Linked DNA regions of Mus musculus: region 1 is linked to region 2. Evidence: chromatin contacts called from public promoter capture Hi-C data. All regions are on one chromosome and are shown on one strand. The core of a region is the stretch at or near the end of the contact, and the rest is flanking DNA. Distances in the headings are between cores, read along the strand shown. Region 1 holds the start of Cd5l (CD5 antigen-like). Region 2 holds the start of Fcrl5 (Fc receptor-like 5).

Region 1 (3,996 bases), core at 1,466-3,965, 78 kb after region 2:
CTGAAGCTGCCTACAGTGGGATTTTAGGTCAGAAAAGAGCACTGGAGGCCAGGGAACGGTCACTGGTGGGCAAAGCAGAACGGCATAATCCGTTATGGCTTCTGGCCCTGCATTTAGATGGGAGTAGGCAAATCCTGTTGTACAGAGCCAATAGTACAGATTGTTGATGTTGTAGGCAGCATGCTCAGTTACAACTGCTCAGCCCTGCCCCTGAGATATGAGAGGAGCCAAGTGTACGTGGACAAATGAGCGTTGCCAGATTCCCAAAAATCTTTCTTTATCTACATCATTTTAAATTTCAGGCATTTTTTTTTGTTTTGATTTTCCTCCACCATTTAATAGTATAAATGTCATTCACAGCTTGTCCACTGTGGTTCATTGACACTTACTTCAGATCAACAGGCCACGAGCAACAATTTATTTAGTTCAAAATTCTAGTGTAATCCAATCTGGCATATTGGAACATGAGACTTTTTTTTCCTTCTACACAATCTGTGTATAGTCATACTCTCTGTCACCTTCACACTGTGAAGCCTGGTAGCCCTAAGTTGTCCAAGAAGCCAAGGATTTTTAATTGTGTAATTTGTCCACCATATATGCTATAGGATTTTCCCAATAGAGCAAATATCTTTGGACCAGTCTAGAGGTTTTCTTTTTTCTTTTATTTATTTATTTTTTTTAATTAGGTATTTTCTTCATTTACATTTCAAATGCTATTCCAAAAGTCCCCCGACCACCCCCCACTCCCCTACCCATCCACTCCCACTTCTTGGCCCCTGTGTTCCCCCATACTGAGACATATAAAGTTTGCTAGACCAAGGGGCCTCTCTTCCCAATGATGGCCGACTAGGCCAACTTCTGATACATATGCAGCTAGAGACACAAGCTCAGGGGGTACTGTTCAAATGCTATCCTGAATGTTCCCTATACCCTCCCCCTGCCCTGCTCCCCTACCCACCCACTCCCACTTCTTGGCCCTGGCATTCCCCTGTACTGGTGGATGCTCACAGTCATCTATAGGATGGATATACACAGGGCCCCCAATGGAGAAGCTAGAGAAAGCACCCAAGGAGCTGAAGGGGTCTGCAACCCTATAGGTGGAACAGTCTAGAGTTTTTCAAATAGCTCCAAATAGCTCAGTGACTAATTCTGAAATACTTCTTTCTATAAATAGTTTTCAGGACCTTCTAATTCTTAATCTTCATGGTGAAGCCACTCTCAGTCTGAGGCTTTGTATATTACAACTTTCTAAAACTCACTTACACTATGTATATGCATGGTGTAACTTCCCACACAGGACAGGGAAACATTAAAAGGAAAGGGAGTGTAACAAGCTGACACACAGGAGCAGAAATGACACAGTGAGTAAATGACTTGGAGCCTTCTGATGTTGACTGGAGGGATGAGGGCAGTTGTCACAGATCTGAGGACTTTCTGAAGGAAATGAGACTTCAGGTGAGACCTTGAAGGCTCAACAGTAATCCACAAGAGGCAAGGCTAGTGTTGGTTTCTGCATGGTTGTAGAGATGTTTAAGATGTGGTAAAGACCCTTCATCAGACATATATGTCTGAAGCGGAAAGAACAGTGTAGGCTTTAGTGATGCTTTCAGTAATCAAGATACTAAAAATGGATGACACTTATAGGGTAGCAGATCAGCAGACATCACTGGCTATCACATATTAATCACATTATTAAAAGGCTTCTAGAAGGGCATGAACTTGTAGTCCTAGTACTGGATAGACAGAGGAGGGAGACTCCCCAGTGCTCATCGGCCAACCAACCTAGACTGATTGGCCAACTCGGGCCAATGGAATGGTCTCAAAATAAGGTTAACCAGCAACCCAAGTTTTCCCTCTGTTATACACACAAACACACAGACAACATACAAAATCCTTTTTAAAACTTTTTAGGATTTTAACTTCATCTTTACTTTAGAGAGCAAAACTTCAGTGAAGTATGGTAACCTAGAAATTCAGTTAAGAGCCATGACTAAAAATACATGTTTCTTTGCAATTCAAAACTCTAGATTATCCAGTATCTAGACTGACCTTGGGAAAATTAGAGAACCCTGTGAATCATTTCCAGAGGATGCTAGATTAATAGACTAATGAGAGATGGTTATTTTGCAACTCTACTTTCTTTCTTTCAATAAAGACTTTTAAAAAGATAGGGAAAGGATGTTGTCAAAGTCTTATTACAAGAAACAAAATACTCTCAAGGGGTAACTGTGAGCTAGCCAAGCAGATCCCCTGAGAGATGTCCTTTCTCTCCTTGCTCTACCTCACTTCTACCCAACATCCAGTCATTTTTTTAATTGTACATGTGTGTCAAAGGAAAATTTGTGTAGATATAAGGAAATAGACAGAAATCTGACAATCAAGGCAAACTCCAAATATGGCTTTAGGGGGCTTTCTAAGGTTTAGAATAAGTTACCATATATAGAAAACTGCTTTTGAAAGATGCCTGAATCAGGATTGGAGAATATCCTCCTAGTAACATCTCCAGAAAGCCCCAGACACTTGCCTCCTCTGTGACAAGATTAGCCACAGAAGCAGGGACACTCACCCAGCATCAAGTTGAACAATGGAGCCATGGCCCAGGCAGCTGACGATGGAGTGGTGAGACAGGCTGTAGGCCTCAGGCAGTGGTATTTGGTTTGAACACTAGAATAAGGAAGAGAGGCAGGTCCTGTGTGCAGTAGGAGCTTTATCAAATGACCAAAGGCCCAGGGGGTGGGACTGATAGAGCCAGATGTGCTGAGTTCAGCATGGCCAGAGGAAGGGAGGTGACTGAGTGGCCAAGATCCTGAAAAAATGTGGGTGGAGGGAGGCTTTCTTATCATGATTTCATCATACTGAAAGCCTAACTCAACCTGTCTCTGCTTTAGTTTCTGCTCTATGTTAATGAAGAAACAGTCTTCCTAAGGGAAGGTAGATACCCCAGTACAGTCCTCTTTCATTAGAAGCCTAGACCATATTTAGCCTCCATTGAGGGTCTGTGGGGCAATGACTTGACTTCCAAATGTAAGTCACGATTGTGGCATCTATCTCTGTTTTTAGGGATGGCTTTCCTACCTTCAACCAGCTTCCCGAGTGCTGGTCAGAAGCCTAACACATAGTCTGCTTGCTCTCCTAGGGTTTGCTAGTTGTACCCATCTTTGCAACTTGGATGGCCACAAATCCCTGTGGTGAGGGACAGACATCCTTCACTAAACTCAGGTGTTCTTCCAGTCTAAATTATGTTAAAAAACAAATTGAGCCGCATATCCATCAGGATGCTCAGCCCTCTCAAGTCCTCCATTATTAAGCACACCTGCCCTTCAAGAGCTAATTTAGTGGCACATAAAGCTTCAAGCATGGATATAACCTTGGCTCTTTCTAGCAAAGTAAGCTTTCCCCGATGGTGGCATAGCTTAGATTACTTAGCGTGAAACTTGGTTTACCATGGGGTTTAGTTTTAGTCCTTTATCTCTTTGTTTACTTATTTAAAAAAATAGTAAAAGAAGATAATAGTGTCAGTCAGTTCAGAATGGGAAGCCGACACATAATTCAGGGTTTCCTTTGGATGGAAAGTTTATTAAAAAGAGAAGATGCTAAGACCACGAAGGGGCCTTGAGGTGGAAGGGAGAACATTCGAAACAATCATATGAGGATCTAAACTTGATGGAACCTTACAGTGAAGGAGAGGTTTCCCTTTAAAACTTGGAGAAGTTCCATTATGAGTGAGATTGGGGGTGGGGGAGCGGGGCGGGGTTGAGACACTGACAGGGCATGGTGGGAGGAGGCAAAAGGAGCCTGCACAATACCTCTATGAGAAACTCCTTGTGAGGAGGCTCAGGCCCACCCCAAGAACAAAGGAAAGGTCTATCATTCTATAGCCTCTGAGGAGTAGCAGGAAGTCCTACATCACATGAGTTAGTTCATCACAGCAGAGGTGACAAAGGGCATGGAAAGCTGTCAAGTCACAGAACACACTGTTTCTTAACCCTGTCCCAG
Region 2 (3,442 bases), core at 221-2,720:
ATCAGGATGTATTATGTAAGAAAAAAATCTATTTTCAATAAAGAAAAAAGGAAGGAAGGAAGGAAGGAAGGAAGGAAGGAAGGAAGGAAGAAAAGAAAGAAGAAAGCTTGTTAAGTGGCTAGTAGGTGACAACACAGATTTGAATCCAAACTCTAACCTTAGCTCACAGCACACTGTATGAACACCTTCCTGTCCTGTCCTGTCCTCCCCTCCCTTCTTCTTCCCTCCTTTCCCCTGCCTTCTTAAGTACTTCTTAAGTTTGGATATGCTTCTGTTTCTGATGGGCCTTGCCCTATCTGTTGCTTAGTCTGATCACCTGACTGGTATGTAGATGGTTATGGTTATCTGTCTGTGCCATCCACTGGGATTTTATTTTACTAGAATTGTGTTTCCCAGCTGTTTCTTGTGCACTGGCTTTGCTGAGAGCTTTTTTTTTTTTTTTTTGGTGTTTTCCCTTGTGGGCACAAAACAACCCTCCGTCCTCAGCATTGCATACAATGCTGTGCATAGATGGCGCTAAGAACCTTTTGTTTGTTTGTTTGTTTGGTTGGTTGGTTTTTGTTTTTTGGTTTTTCAAGACAGGGTTTCTCTGTATAGCCCTGGCTGTGCTGGAACTCACTCTGTAGACCAGGCTGGCCTCGAACTCAGAAATCCTCCTGCCTCTGCCTCCCAAGTGCTAGGATTAAAGGCATGCGCCACCACTGCCCGGCCTAAGAACTTTTTTAAAATAGATGAACCCACATTTAATTCCATTTAAAATTTAGTAAGAAGCAAACCCTTTGTAGGCATGAACTGACAGAAATGCATGCATATCCATGGGCAGTGACATAGCCACTGCTGTAGGTACCTCTCCTTCCTGATTTCCCCTCTTGTACTTAAGGCGCCCAGTCCTGCTCATGGCTCTTGCTAATGTGCAGAAGGAGCTATCATCTTAGGCACAAGACCAGGGTCTAGCCTGTCTACACGGGATTAAAATATAGTTCTCATTTGAATAAAAGAGTTTGAACAAGCAAGTGTGATTTACTTTCTGTGCTTCATAAAGTATTTGTTAAAGAAAAGAAAGCAAGCGAAACTCTAGTGCCATTGCTACCGTTTCTTCCTCTGTCCATTGAAGGATTTTTTTTTCAACCTGTGACTACTTTCTTTGGGCTCAGGAGAGGAAATTCTAAGCTGTACAGTAAAGTCGGGGAACACAGCCTCACACGGGGAAACTGAGGAGCTAAAACTTAAGAGAGTACCAGGCCTGTAGTGGAGAGAGATGCTGTCCGACCCACTCTATCCCCATATTGAGCCATCTACTCACTCACAACCAGTAGAGTCAGCCACATCTGTGTGAACACCACACAGGGTGAGAATGAACCAGACATCTGCTCACAGGTAGTGCTTTCCTCTTGCTCTTGCTCGCAATGGTAGTCACTCACAGCTCCAAGGAGAAATCTGGGGAACTGCTCTTCTAAAACAGTTGAGTGTAACTTGAATCAGAAAAAGGAAGTAGAAGTAGCCGCATTTAATTGTTAATTAGTTTCCTGCCCTACAGACAAAGTGAAAACTTTGGGGTTTAATAATCACATGCTTTCAACACCACATTTTGGCTGCTGGGGAAAGTACCTTAAGGAGATTATGAGAAGATGGTTCTATAAAAAATGGCTGACATTCAGCACTGTCTGAGCATGTAAGCATCAGACGTGATCATGGCTGTGGGATTGTTACGGTAACACCATTAATGGTAAGGTGAGGCTACACATACGTAAAAGGGCAATGCCATCTCAGCTGCTGGGAGAGAGAAAGTGAGATGTGGATTGGAATTTGCAGAGCATCCTTTATGGAGCAGAGGTAAGAAATGAAATGTATGTGTATATGAACAACTCTAAGGGTACCATTTTCTCCTAGAGAATGCACAAAATCAACAGTTGTGTTTGAGAAATTAAGGGGGAAATAGGCATTTCATTTTGTCTTTCTCTGCTGTTTCCCCCTTTAAATTACTGTGTGAATGGATTGCTTTTAAATTTAAATCTAATTTTTTAAAGTTGAGTTTCTATTCTGACATTGTGTCAACAAAATTCCCTGTAATGAAAAATGATAGGTTTTTTTTCTTACAGACAACTTTTCCCATAGTTTCTTTCTAGACTCAGACCTGGATCTTCCCAAAGAGATATTTAATTTCATATTTATCAATGCCTCTGGTATTTATGTCACATCAATATCACTGCGCCCTGAGGAAAACATACAGGGATAAGGAGATTAATCTGTCACAGCTCAGGAGGAGAATTTCAAAAGGAAGCTGAGACAGAAGGGGTGGCTGTGAATATTCTGAGTGTCTCCTGTAGATACGTGCACACATTTCTACTGGGCATACACTTGAGGGTGGGATTCCTGGTTATAGAGCATGCAATACTGTGTTCAGTTCAGACAGTGTTGTTGAATGACTTTCTGATATGACCAAGTCAATGGGAACCCACCAGGCAGCATAGGGGAGCTCATTGCCCCCACCCCCAGCAGAAATGTGCTCACCTTGCACATTTTTTTATTCATTTCAATGAATTATGAGATTCTAACTTTTCATATTATATGGTTTATTAATTTTTAAAAGAGAAGGTATTATTACTATATATCTCTGGATGACTTGGAGTTCATGCTGTAGACTAGGATAACCTTGAACTCACAGAGATTTGCCTGTTTTTGTTTCCTAAGCGCTGGGACTAAAGGTGTGTACCACTATGCCTAGCAGACTTTTTTCATGTTTTAAATGGTATCTTAGGTAACTTTTCTTAAAATGTGAAGTGTTTGTTCAAATCTCTCACCTTTCTCATCTTGTTTTGTACTTCTTTCTATTCGGAAGATAAGTTTTTTTGAGCACATTTGTGAAACATCTTTTCTTACTCTGGCTTCTCTTCTTGGTCATTGCTATTGCCTTCTTATGAATTATTATTTCAGATTTGACATAGAAGAATTTATCAGTCTGTTTTAGGGTTTTGCTGCTGTAAACAGACACCATGACCAAGGCAACTCTTACAAGGACAATGTTTAATTGGGACTGGCTTACAGGTTCAGAGGTTCAGTCCATTATCATCAAGGTGGGAACATGGCAGCATTCAGGCAGGTGTGGTGCAGGAGGAGTTGAGAGCTCTACATCTTCATCTGAAGGCTGCTAGGAGAAGACTGGCTTCCAAGCAGCAAGGATGAGAGTCTTAAACACCACACCCACAGTGACACACTTACTCCAACAAAGCCACACCTTCTAATAGTGCCACTCCCTGGCCTGAGCATCTACAAACCATCACCCAGTCCTTCCATTTATGTCTAGGGATTTTTACAACCCCATTCATAAACTTTGTATACTGCAAAGATGGTGAGGATATTCTTAGCTTGTCTCTAGATATCTATAATATCATTATAGCTAATTTTTGTGTGTATTGTAAGTGGACATGTTTATTTGTATTTA

Evidence for each region. Promoter capture Hi-C pulls out the DNA fragments that hold promoters and counts their contacts.
Region 1: a contact with region 2 is called in a promoter capture Hi-C map of macrophages, with 6 read pairs. The contact joins the promoter of Cd5l here to the promoter of Fcrl5 in region 2. A contact is called at or near these places in 17 of 39 promoter capture datasets (the 3T3-L1 cell line, the HPC-7 cell line, cancer-associated fibroblasts and 11 more), 1 of 15 datasets of contacts at CTCF or cohesin (CD8 T cells), 3 of 484 Hi-C or Micro-C datasets (the G1E-ER4 cell line, cortical neurons and embryonic stem cells) and 3 of 9 other capture datasets (adipose tissue, liver and pancreatic islet).

What each region holds. Positions count from the first base shown.
Region 1 is chr3:87,356,600-87,360,595 of GRCm38.p6, reverse strand. It overlaps Cd5l (CD5 antigen-like), which reads right to left and starts at 2,715. Exons shown (of 6, transcript NM_009690.2): 1 at 2,567-2,715. The coding sequence starts at 2,594.
Region 2 is chr3:87,433,810-87,437,251 of GRCm38.p6, reverse strand. It overlaps Fcrl5 (Fc receptor-like 5), which reads right to left and starts at 1,470. Exons shown (of 13, transcript NM_183222.3): 1 at 1,304-1,470. The coding sequence starts at 1,367.